4 separate regions of the Mus musculus genome follow, and all the other regions are linked to region 2. The links are chromatin contacts, called in public HiChIP or PLAC-seq maps. All regions are on one chromosome and are shown on one strand. The core of a region is the stretch at or near the end of the contact, and the rest is flanking DNA. Distances in the headings are between cores, read along the strand shown.

The links. HiChIP or PLAC-seq counts read pairs in DNA pulled down with a chosen protein or histone mark.
Region 1: a CTCF HiChIP or PLAC-seq map of CD8 T cells shows a contact between it and region 2, with 8 read pairs. The contact joins two enhancer-like sites. A contact is called at or near these places in 2 of 15 datasets of contacts at CTCF or cohesin (CD8 T cells and the NIH/3T3 cell line) and 1 of 115 datasets of contacts at active chromatin or transcription factors (CD8 T cells).
Region 3: a contact with region 2 is called in a BATF HiChIP or PLAC-seq map of CD8 T cells, with 11 read pairs. The contact joins two enhancer-like sites. A contact is called at or near these places in 2 of 484 Hi-C or Micro-C datasets (Th1 cells and nephron progenitors) and 1 of 115 datasets of contacts at active chromatin or transcription factors (CD8 T cells).
Region 4: a contact with region 2 is called in a BATF HiChIP or PLAC-seq map of CD8 T cells, with 29 read pairs. The contact joins two enhancer-like sites. A contact is called at or near these places in 1 of 15 datasets of contacts at CTCF or cohesin (CD8 T cells) and 2 of 115 datasets of contacts at active chromatin or transcription factors (CD8 T cells and T-cell acute lymphoblastic leukemia).

The regions. Positions count from the first base shown.
Region 1 is chr16:51,673,904-51,676,683 of GRCm38.p6, reverse strand. No RefSeq gene overlaps it. Among named protein-coding and RNA genes, the nearest start is that of Gm29686, 310 kb to the left of the region's middle. Within about 2 kb of position 1,408, at least 36 of the 459 cell types and tissues checked have an H3K27ac peak or open chromatin away from gene starts, as enhancers often do. A contact at or near this core is called in CD8 T cells, where this site is marked.
Region 2 is chr16:51,876,945-51,879,644 of GRCm38.p6, reverse strand. No RefSeq gene overlaps it. Among named protein-coding and RNA genes, the nearest start is that of Gm29686, 110 kb to the left of the region's middle. Within about 2 kb of position 1,259, at least 7 of the 459 cell types and tissues checked have an H3K27ac peak or open chromatin away from gene starts, as enhancers often do. A contact at or near this core is called in CD8 T cells and Th1 cells, where this site is marked.
Region 3 is chr16:52,005,850-52,008,549 of GRCm38.p6, reverse strand. No RefSeq gene overlaps it. Among named protein-coding and RNA genes, the nearest start is that of Gm29686, 20 kb to the right of the region's middle. Within about 2 kb of position 1,364, at least 31 of the 459 cell types and tissues checked have an H3K27ac peak or open chromatin away from gene starts, as enhancers often do. A contact at or near this core is called in CD8 T cells and Th1 cells, where this site is marked.
Region 4 is chr16:51,745,997-51,748,696 of GRCm38.p6, reverse strand. No RefSeq gene overlaps it. Among named protein-coding and RNA genes, the nearest start is that of Gm29686, 240 kb to the left of the region's middle. Within about 2 kb of position 1,411, at least 4 of the 459 cell types and tissues checked have an H3K27ac peak or open chromatin away from gene starts, as enhancers often do. A contact at or near this core is called in CD8 T cells, where this site is marked.

The DNA.
Region 1 (2,780 bases), core at 159-2,658, 200 kb after region 2:
GATACATCACTGGACAGCTGCTTGGGGTCTCAAATTCTAAACATCAATCTTATGATTTATATAATGGGTTTTATAAATAATTTGCCAATATCACAGGCGTTGTGAGAGAGAGATATTTTGATTTTGTTGTTGTTTTTAGGAGGCAAGTTCAAGTACAAAGTTTACTGTGGAGCTTTCTTTGCATCTTGAATTTCCTTGTGTGTTTGGTAACTTTACCTAGCATCCATTAGTTCATAGGTTGAAACTTGGGCCTTCAACTTTATGTCAATGACTTCTAGTCTGCTATGAATGCACTAGAGATTGCCAGTTAACAATCACTGGTTGCTAACTGTGGTACCCAAAGAAAATCACAGTTGGTACCTTCCTCATGGGGGTCTGTGCACCCAGTAAGAGCTCCAGCTGTAGATACCCCGACAAAGAAGCCTGTTTAAACCAGTATTCTAATACCTAATCAATCAGAAAGTTCAAAGCATACAGTCCTCCCACTTAAGAGTGTCGGGGGAGGGCTGTTACTGCACCATCTCAGAGCCGGAAATTCTTGCTTCCTCTACAAGCAGCCATCTGGATCCACTATTACTAAAGGACACAGATCCAATTACAAACATGTATTTGTGAAGGAAACTTACAGTATCTTTGAAAGGAGTCTCTCGTACTTGAAGTCAAGGTCTGCTGAAGTTTACCTGTTAGAAATCAACTTAGGTTAAAAAAAAAGAGAGAGAGAGAGATACCTCAAGATAGAAAGAAAGTGAGAATAAAGGAGAAATGCAAATAAAATAGATCTCTTGGCTTTTTTCCTTATTCAAACTCTTAAATCTATTGAGAATGTTGGAAATTTTTCTTTGCTTACAGCATCCCCTTTCTTTCCTTCTTTCTCTCTCTCTCTCTCTTTCTTTCTTTCTTTCTTTCTTTCTTTCTTTCTTTCTTTCTTTCTTTCTTTCTTTCTTTCTCCTCTTCCCTCCCTCCCTCCCTCCCTCCCTCCCTCCCTCCCTCCCTCCCTCCCTCCCTTCCTTCCTTCCTTCCTTCTTTCTTTTCTTTCTGTCTTTCTTTCTTATTTTTTATTCGATATTTTCTTCATTTACATTTAAAATGTTATCCCCCTTTCCTAGTTTCCTCTCTGAACGTCTCCTATACCCTCCCCCTGACCAAAGTCCCCAACGTACCCACTCCCGCATCCTGGCCCTGGCATTCCCCTGTACTGGGGCATATAATCTTCGCAAGACCAAGGGCTTCTCCTCCCATTGATGGCCAAAGGAAATGACTGTAGCATGTAATCTTTCATAACAGAGAAAATGATCAAACTCAGGTTAGAAAGCAAGGAAAAGATGAAAGCTTTGAAAGACTTAGAACTTTGCTGACGTACAGACTGAGGCTGGGAAAGGCTAAGAGGCAGGAAGTGCTGTTGCTATTGCTTCTGAGGTTGTATTTCATAGTTTCCACTTTGGTTAACTGGAAGGAAACTGGGTGATTGGGGGTAGTTGTGTTATCGATCACATCAGTTTTCTGCTTTGTTTCTATTTTTTTCTTAAAGCATTACTCTTTTCTATGCAGGAAGGTCTAGGAATCATTAACCTACCATATTGTATGCCACAATCAAATGCTTTGCTACAAAGATGGGGAATATTGAAATTGGCACTGGTGGATGTCATCCTTAAGTCACAGAGGGAGTTGTAAATGTAGTCTTAGAGATCAGACGTTCAGAGGAAACCAAATATCATCTATGATCCTTGTTTCTAGACTCAGAGTTGCTCCACTACGAGGATTCTCATAGCACATTTGCATAAATACACAATTTTTCATAGAGAGGTTTACCATTTTTAAAATACATACAACCCGACTGATTTGATTTTCAAAAAGTGCTTCCATCAAGATTATTTTTTAAAAAAACAAAACAAAAGAAGAACTGACACTTGCGATGTAGGTCCTGTGATGTCCTGTCACTGGACAGGACACTGAATCAATCAGCTCCTGTCTGCATGAAGTTCATGGTCAGTGCTATGACCTGGACATGCAGATGAAGATGAATTCCATCACATCTGAGGGATACCAGCCCCCAAAACTCTCAACGAACTGTTCTCAATGGATTTACCTTTGTCTTATGTGAGGTTTTCAAGCTTGCTGAGGACTGAGCTATTACGAAATATTGAATAGATGTTTAATAAATATTTCTAGATTAGTATATATCAGACTGATAACTCTAATTCAGTGCAACTCACATTAATACTAAGGAAACCTGCTTGTCAGTGAGCCAGAAATGACAGCTACCTAGGCTAATATAAAACCTCAATGTCAGTCCTATGAACTCAGTATAAAAGTAATCTCATGGATTTCTGCCCAGTATTATTAGATCAGTGAAAAGAAAAGTTTGTGGCATCTGAAAGAAACAGTCCCTACTTTACAGACATGCTATGTAAAGAACAAACATCTATAGTCATTCTGAAGATAGCAACATGAAGAAAGCTTCAGCGTTTTTTTTTTTTTTAATTGGATATTTTATTTATTTACATTTCAAATGTTATCCCCTCTCCGGGTTTCCATCTGCAACCCTCCTATTCCATCCCCCTTTACCCTGCTTCTCTGAGGGTGCTCCCCAACTCACCTACCCACTCCTGCCTCACTGCCCTAGCATTTCTCTACATTAGGGCGTCGAGCCTTCACAGAACCAGGGCCTCCCCTCCCATTGTTGCCAGATAAGGCCTCTTCAACTCCTTCAGTCCTTTCCCTAATCCCTCCATTGGGGTCCCTGTGCTTAGTCTGATGTTTGTCTGTGAGCTTCCACATCT
Region 2 (2,700 bases), core at 10-2,509:
CCCCACAGGGTCTTAAATAATTGAATTCTTTAATATCAGGTTCAATGAAATTGTGGACACAGGGAAAGTCTGGAAATTTCTTGGTGTCTACATATATTGTAGATTAAAAGAATTTTAAGACCGTTACAGTTTCTTTCCCATGTATTTTCAGGGAGAGTGGGGTATTAGTATAAACACAGAATTCTAGCAAACTCCAGCAAACTACTGGTTTTCTATGAAGTTAAAAATCACCATGGACTTAGGAAAACTTGCATTTTTCCTACTTGTCTACTGCAGTGGGAATCTGGCTCTGATGTTTAGTAAATGACTCTCAGTAAGTGTTTTTAAATTTTCAAATTAGAAATAAGAGTTTCTGATTGATGGAGCATGGCTATGCAGTCATGTGATTTATGGGCCATGTCACTTATTTATATATCTGGAAGTGACTGATTTATTCATCTACAGAGTTGCTTCCAAGTCATGCAACTGCTTTGTGACCATGACTGATTTAGAATCTCAGGAGAGGATGAATAGCTTACACACTTGATTTATAAGTTGTATTACTGACTTATAATTCCTCCAGTGGAGGCAGGAGCCAGTGCTTTTATACCTGGGAGCATAAATATCCATTTTATTAATAAAATAAGATTGATTTATTCAGCTTGTTTGTATACATAGAGTTTAAGTTTAAGCTGTAGCCATCTCCCTGGCTCCCAAGTGGATTCTTTCTCGGGGATGTAGATTATGTGATCACAGATTAGTATGGAAACTTTGACTGAATACTGTGTTGTGCCCTCTGACCAAGATGAATTCTTTTTTACTTCATTTTCCTTTTAGGGTCAAAATACATAAAGTTTCTCGTGTCCTACCCATCATTCCATATTTACCGTTTTCATCTTGCTTTGTCATTGTTTTGTTTTGTTAGAAATCATAATTATTGACTTGGAGTTTTAGTTGTCACTTTGGGGATCTAGTATTTAGTCTCAGTGTGGTCTTGTGAGTATGACGGCTGGGTACAGGGTGCAGGGCCATCTTGTGGGAGCTGGTGCCAGTCACTGAGGGCACTGGGTCACTTGAAACTGTTGTTTTGTATTCTTAAAATGGATGGTGACTGAGCTTGTAAGCAAAGCAAAATAACATTTCCTTCCCAGCCTTTGATGGCCTTACCACGTACGTTCAAATTTGTCCTTGATTTCTGAGTTTTATTGGTGACTCATAGCATGCATTTCATGGTTGAAGGGAATCTCTGTGGCTTTTCAGCAGTACTCATGAGCAACAGAGCCATCCTTTAGAACTCTGAGCCCACTCACTTCATTCTGATACTAGAGATGATCGTGCTGTCTTCTAATGTAACTTCCTGCTGCTTTTTTCCTTTGGGGCCCAAAACTGTAACAAGGAGGGTTTCACAACCTATAGGTCAAGAAAACTGTCTAAGCTTCAAACAGCTTGGAAGGTTTCTTTTCTTCCACATTTAAGGGAGACACTTTCTTTTCAGATCTTCCACAACCCCCAAGTTTCAGGTTTGGTGAACTCTTGAAAATAAAGAAATATGAGAGATTTTATAGAAACCAGGATTTCCCCAGATCTATTTGTTTGTTATGAGAATTTCACGAAAGCTATTTAATGAATACAAGATGAATAGAATTGATTTTTCTAAGATGCTTTCTAAACTTTTTATGAGTTGTGAGGATATGCCAGTATATGCATTTCATCTCATACCATTTTATCATAGCAAGTATTAATAAAAAATGGAACACAAAGATGTGAAAGAATACCTAAAATATTAAATAGAATCATTAGTAGAAATACTTAAAGTATATATTACAAAATTTATGTCAAAACTGTAGTGTATTCTTTGCTTACCTGAAGGAAATAATTGTTCTCATAGTACTGAATATGAGAGTTTATAGATCATTATTCTTGCTAGCCCCAACTTAGAAGTAACCAAATGTCCATAAATAAATTATGAGATGTCTCTACAAAGCAACTGCATTGTGTTGAATAAAACAAATTGAAGTTTGATACACTGACAACAAGAATGAATTGGCCTATTATGCTGAATATGAAAGGCAGATCCAGAAAGTATATGCAGTAGTGTGTCACTCATGTGAACATTCAAAAGGGCTAAAGATGCTCTATAGTGATATAGTTGTTCAGTCACTGTCTAGGGTTATAGGATGGAATACTTAAAAGGAGAAGAGAGATTTTTTTTTTTGAGTGATGAAAATACATCTAATCTGATTAGGATGATGATCACAGAAGGTAACCAATTTGTTACAACTCACAAAACACTAATGCGTCCACCACAATGAAAGTCTAAATAAAAGAAGCAACCGATGACCAAAAAAAATGATGCCGGTCCTCTTAGTTAAAATTTTCAAGTATTTAAAGTTAAAAATACATTATAAAAGAGCTGATGCTAAGGTTTGGTGCTAGACAGGATTGTAATAAAAACATCAAGGAAGTTTAATAGCAACTCTGTTTCAGTGCCTTGTGGACTCAGGTTGTTTATATAGTAACTCAAAGAGTGATTTTGTAGGTATGATTACTTCTTCTCTAAAAATTTCTGTCTTTCTGTATAAAATCAGCTGCTGTAGTATTAAAATCATGAATGGAATTCCTCCCTCAAACACTTTAGCCACACTTCATGCTTTCTAAGAACTATTACCTCCATAACTCAAGGGATGCCATTCCCGGGAATGATATGATATCCCCACAATT
Region 3 (2,700 bases), core at 115-2,614, 130 kb before region 2:
TGCAAGTGTGTCTCAGATAAGTCAATTAACTTGCAAGATCTGTCATTGCTTAAGTTGTATCACAAGGTTTGCCCAAAGTTTGTTCAAGGCGTTCATGTTCTTGCTATTCCAGCTTTGGCTATCAGAAAAGATGAATTGTTCCTTACTCCCAGCTTCCCAGTTCGTCACCTAAAAGCCACATGTGGCTGCTGAACACAAAAGAGATGGCTAAGGCTACTTGGGAAATGCTTCTTAAATTTCGCTTAATTACAATTAAGTAGGATTAAAACTGTATATCTATGTACTGGCTGCCACACTACCCAGGGTGGTCTTCATGATCTCTTTCCTCTCGCCCCTTAAGCAACATGCAAAGAGCACTTTATGAAACAATTTAGTAATGAACTCAATTGTTAAATAAACTCAGCTTTAAGCAAATTAAATTATCTCTCATTAGTTGATCCTTTAATTCAATATAAAGTGGTATTTCTAAGTAATAATATCCTGTCATTTCTGATGAAGAACTTTAAACGTTATTGTTTTAAGGTATTTTCCTAGTTGCTTCATTTCTTGAATTTCCTTTTAAATTGATTTTAAAATGTAAACACTTTAAATCATATGCCACAATATTTTCATCTCTGACCTTCTCTTCCTCGATGTTTCTACATCCTAAAAATGTGAAGTCAGGTTTCAATGTCAAAAATGTGTGGGAATGCATTGAGTATTTTCACTGAGCATGTGTTAGGGACAGATTCATAAATCCTAACTGAGGACTTGAGTTAAAGATGAAGTGAAGTCAAAAGAGGCTGAGATTAACATCATACTTCCTGGTCTGGACAAACAGTCTAAGACATGGACCTCTCAGTAATACGGTAAGAATAACCCAAGGTCTTGCAAAATGAAGTTCCGCCACAGGTTAAAGGTCTTCAGCCAAGGTCTTTTATAAACCAGTGCCCCAATATAAGCACTGGCAGCTTAATAAGGTGGAGACCATGAAATAATCTTTTCTGACCTTCCTATACTCCCTAAGCCAAACTTTAGTACTCGTGGCTACTTCCAGATTTCATCTAAGTCTGACGCTCCTCTTGGGAGCGCGGAAGGACGGCATTTGGATTTCTGAGAATGGGCAAATGACTCTACTGCTCTTTCTCTTTTGTTTCTGGGGTTGACCGAAGTCATCTTGAGACTCCCTTCTTCTCTTCCTGGCTTATTCAACCTCCAGAGTCTGGAGTTCCCCCAGGAAGACCTGGTGAGGGAGAGCTGTGTGTCCCTGCTACCATAGTCTCACACCAGATGAAGAGTTTCTGTTATGCAGATGTCTCTAGTTCTTACAGATGTGGTTCAGGGCCACATTTACGAAGTTATTAGACTCTGCTTGCTGGGAGTAGCTTGCTGCCAACCACAACAAGGCCTTCTTTTGTGTTCTCTGATCTGACAGACTGCCTGGAAACAGCCTCATCCTCACAGCTTTCAGTATTTAATCAACATTTTCAAGCGGTAGTGCCTTCCAGATTTCTGATGTAGGATCTATAACATTTTTCTTTCAAAAGTGCACTCATGGTGGCTCTGGGAAATACAAGGTTGATTGTCGTATATTTTTGGAATAAAACATTTAAAAACAGATACAATATATACACAGTTTAAAAAATAGAGTTTGGGGTTGGAGAGATGTCGGTGCATTTAAGAACTCTTGTTGCTCTTCCAGAGGACCTGAGTTCAGTTCCTAGCATCTACATACTAGTTACCTCTAAGTTCAGCTCCAGGATACCTGGCAATCTCTTTGGATCTCCATTGATACATTTGCTCACATGTACAGACCCATAGACATACACACAAATACCTCAATTGAAAAAAATTATTTTAAATATGTGGAATTGTAAAGCACTAATGTGGGTCTTTTCTCTGTTGTTTATTATGCTATGAGGATCTGGAGATATAATACATTTCAGCAATTTAAATGTTGTAAGTTCTACAAAACACAGAGCCTAAGATGTGTGGCACAACAGAGCATTATGGTAAAATTCAAAACTACTACTAAACTCAATATAATCTAGCCAACATTGACAGCAACCTATTTCACTATCGAGTTAAGTTTTCATTATCAATCACTTTAACTTTCAAGAAACTTAAGAAAATTAACAATAAGAATTATTTGTCTCAATAAGCATTCTACTGAAAGACAATGTCACAGTATAACTGACAAAAATCTGAAAGATCTTGAGAATAGACTATTGTTACCTAGGAAGTTTTTGATGTATGCTTTTGTCTTAACTATATAAGTAAACTTTAAGGTCTGGGATGTTTCTCATTCGGTGAGTGCTTACCTACCATGTGTACAGTACATATATGTATACATGCACGCGCGCACACATGCACACACACACATGATGTACACACACAACTTAAAAACATTATATGCATAACATTAGAAATAAGTTTAATTTAATGAAAATAAATAAATTGAAAATGTAGAAAACAGTAAATTTTAGTAAGAAATTATCAAACTTCAGTACTTTCTTAGGAAGTATAATACAACATTGACTTCTGGTTTTTGGGTCTTTTAAAAAATACTTTCTCACATAACCCAGGCTGCCCTGAGAGAGTCTCTATGTAGCTGATGCCCTCAAGCTTCGGATATTCCTGCTTTCCCCTCTCCTATCCTGGGATCACAAACCTGTAGAACCATACCACACCTACTTATACAGTGCTTGAGACTGAACCCAG
Region 4 (2,700 bases), core at 162-2,661, 130 kb after region 2:
TTGGCCCTGGCGTTCCCCTGTACTAAGGTATATAAAGTTTGCAAGACCAATGGGCCTCTCTTTCCAATGATGGACGACTAGGCCATCTTCTGATACATATGCAGCTAGAGACACGAGCTCTGGAGGGGGGGGGGCTACTGATTAGTTCATATTATTGTTCTACCTATAATGGTAAGAAGCAGTTGTGAGAATTACTACTAGGAAGTATCAATGTGAAAAGGCAAAAAGCAATAACCCTGGTGAGTTTCTCTAGAACTGTGTCAATGCTTGAAATAGTTCAACAAACTATAGAACACTTCTAACTATGTTTGTGTGAGATCTTTCTCATATGCAAGGTGTCAAAGTGGAAATTAAAACAAACAAACAAAACCATTAGAAATTCCATCCTGCTTACTGTGTAAGTACATTCTGTGACCTTGAGAGATCAAGATCACATGGTATGTATTCACAGTATAACATCAGCAGCTGGGGGAGCAGAAGACATTGTTATATCCTCATGCTACCTGTAAACTTCATTTTAGAGACTTCTACTCAGGGGGAGTGAGATTCTTGACTGAGGTTAAAAAAAAAAGAATTTCAGGATAAGTCAATAGGAAGCAGAGTTGAAATTTATTAGGAAGAAAGTTTAATATAGATTTAAGCATATGGATTAATACATACTTAAGAAAATACACACCTAAGAGTCATACATAAATGTTTTAAGAGCCATATACATAATGTTGGTGTTTTGGGTGGCTTCTGAAGTCACATTGTTTAAAGGATTTCTGAAAGAACTAATTTTTGTTGCTGTTCTTTGTTTTGTAAATAAGTTATTGGGTGATTTCTGGGGAGCATTTGTTAAAGGAGGGTTCACAAACATGGAGGGGGGGCTAACACATGCCTTCTAATGTAAATGGAGTTTATGTTGCTTGTGAGGTTGTAACAAAATTGTAGGCTTATGGTTTGTGAAAGAGGAAAGTCTATACTTGATAATATACTCTCTGGCCAAAAGCATGGTTAATTAATATTTTAATATTCCCACTAGAACTATCTTTCTATAAATGAGATACTATATTTCCCATAGACAAAATCACAGCAGTGTTTGTTAATTGTGCTGGAAGTTTTATTCCTAGCTTGTGACAGACTTCAACCAGACTCCTGGGCAGGAATCTCCTTTTTCTTCTGTATTCTCTTCTATTTTTTTTTCATCTTCCTATTCTGAGTCTGTCATCATAAGTCTGTTTATTCATCACTTATTCATGGTTTCCTCCACAATTTTGGTTTTCTGAGGTCAACCATGGTTTAAAAGTGATAAATGTCAAGTTCTAGATATATTTTGTGAGTTTTGAATTCTGTGTGGTTCTAACTAGCATGATGAAATCTTATACCATTTTGCTCCACTAGCCAAGGGCCTGCACCAGGTCTTTGTTCAAATTCACACTTTACAAACATCTTCCCTGTTAGTCACTAAGTAGCTGTCTTGGGTGGCAGGTTGACCACTGTGGTTTCACAAGGCTCAGGTTCAAATGACTATGATGTACTTGGTATAGCCCACCTGTATGTTGTAGCACTACTGAAGAGAGAGAGAAAGAGAGAGAGAGAGAGAGAGAGAGAGAGAGAGAGAGAGAGAGAGAGAGAATATCACATATCTGTTAACAGAGATTACTGTTGTAACTATTCAATGTCACTTTTATTAATTACTATTACTCACTTACTACATCTAAATACTAATCCTTATTATAGATATTAGGTTACAGAAAAAGACATTATGAGTAGTAGTATCTGGTAATATTTACAGTTTTGGATAATACTGGAATCTTGCAACATATTGCCCGTAGATAAGGAGTATACAGTACATCAATTCCATGTACTAAAATTCTGCTTGATAGTTTTGGAGTAATCTAGAAAATATGAAACTACACATTTTGAAGATCTTTGAATGACACCACCCAAAGGAATATTGCTTTGGAGAAATCATATGTGCAGAGTGTCTCATAATTACTGGCAAGACGTGGTGAGTATCTTCTGCCAGTAAGATGGTTCTATTTTGGAGGCTATCAGATGTAACAACAAATTTGGAACAGAATAGACACAGTGGAGAAATTGCATCTTGAACAATCCTCTTGGGACCACTAATGATAAGCAAATATTATTTTACTGGAGACCAACTAAAAGCTTCAAGATAAATTTATCACATTTATGGGAGATCATCACCAATTTATAGTATTGTAAAATGCTAGGATCACTTTTTGATGTGATGACTGCTTTACTAAAGAACAAATATTTTGTCATGTGCAAAAAACCAAAGGGCTTCATTATAACTGGATTTTGACTAGCACTTAGTAGGTCCTTCATAAGTGCTAATTTATTTAAGTATTTTTCCCGTTGTTCAATTAATAATGAAGATGTAGTTGAGGGTAGAGCAGAGGCACTTGATGTTAGAATTGCATAGGTATAGATTGTGGGCCATTAATCTTGGTTGATTATTGATGCATCTAGTTATTATTTAGAAAAGGAAAAAAGCATAGGACATATTAGACCTAAGTGCTATTTTCTTAAACTGAGTATTTATAAATAATAATTCATAAACATCATAGACTTACTAATTTATAGATAAACATGAAAATATTCAATCTTGAATTTCTATTTTATATGTATATTCAAATGCACACATGTATACACATATATTTATGGTTATATCATTCTATCTATCTATCTATC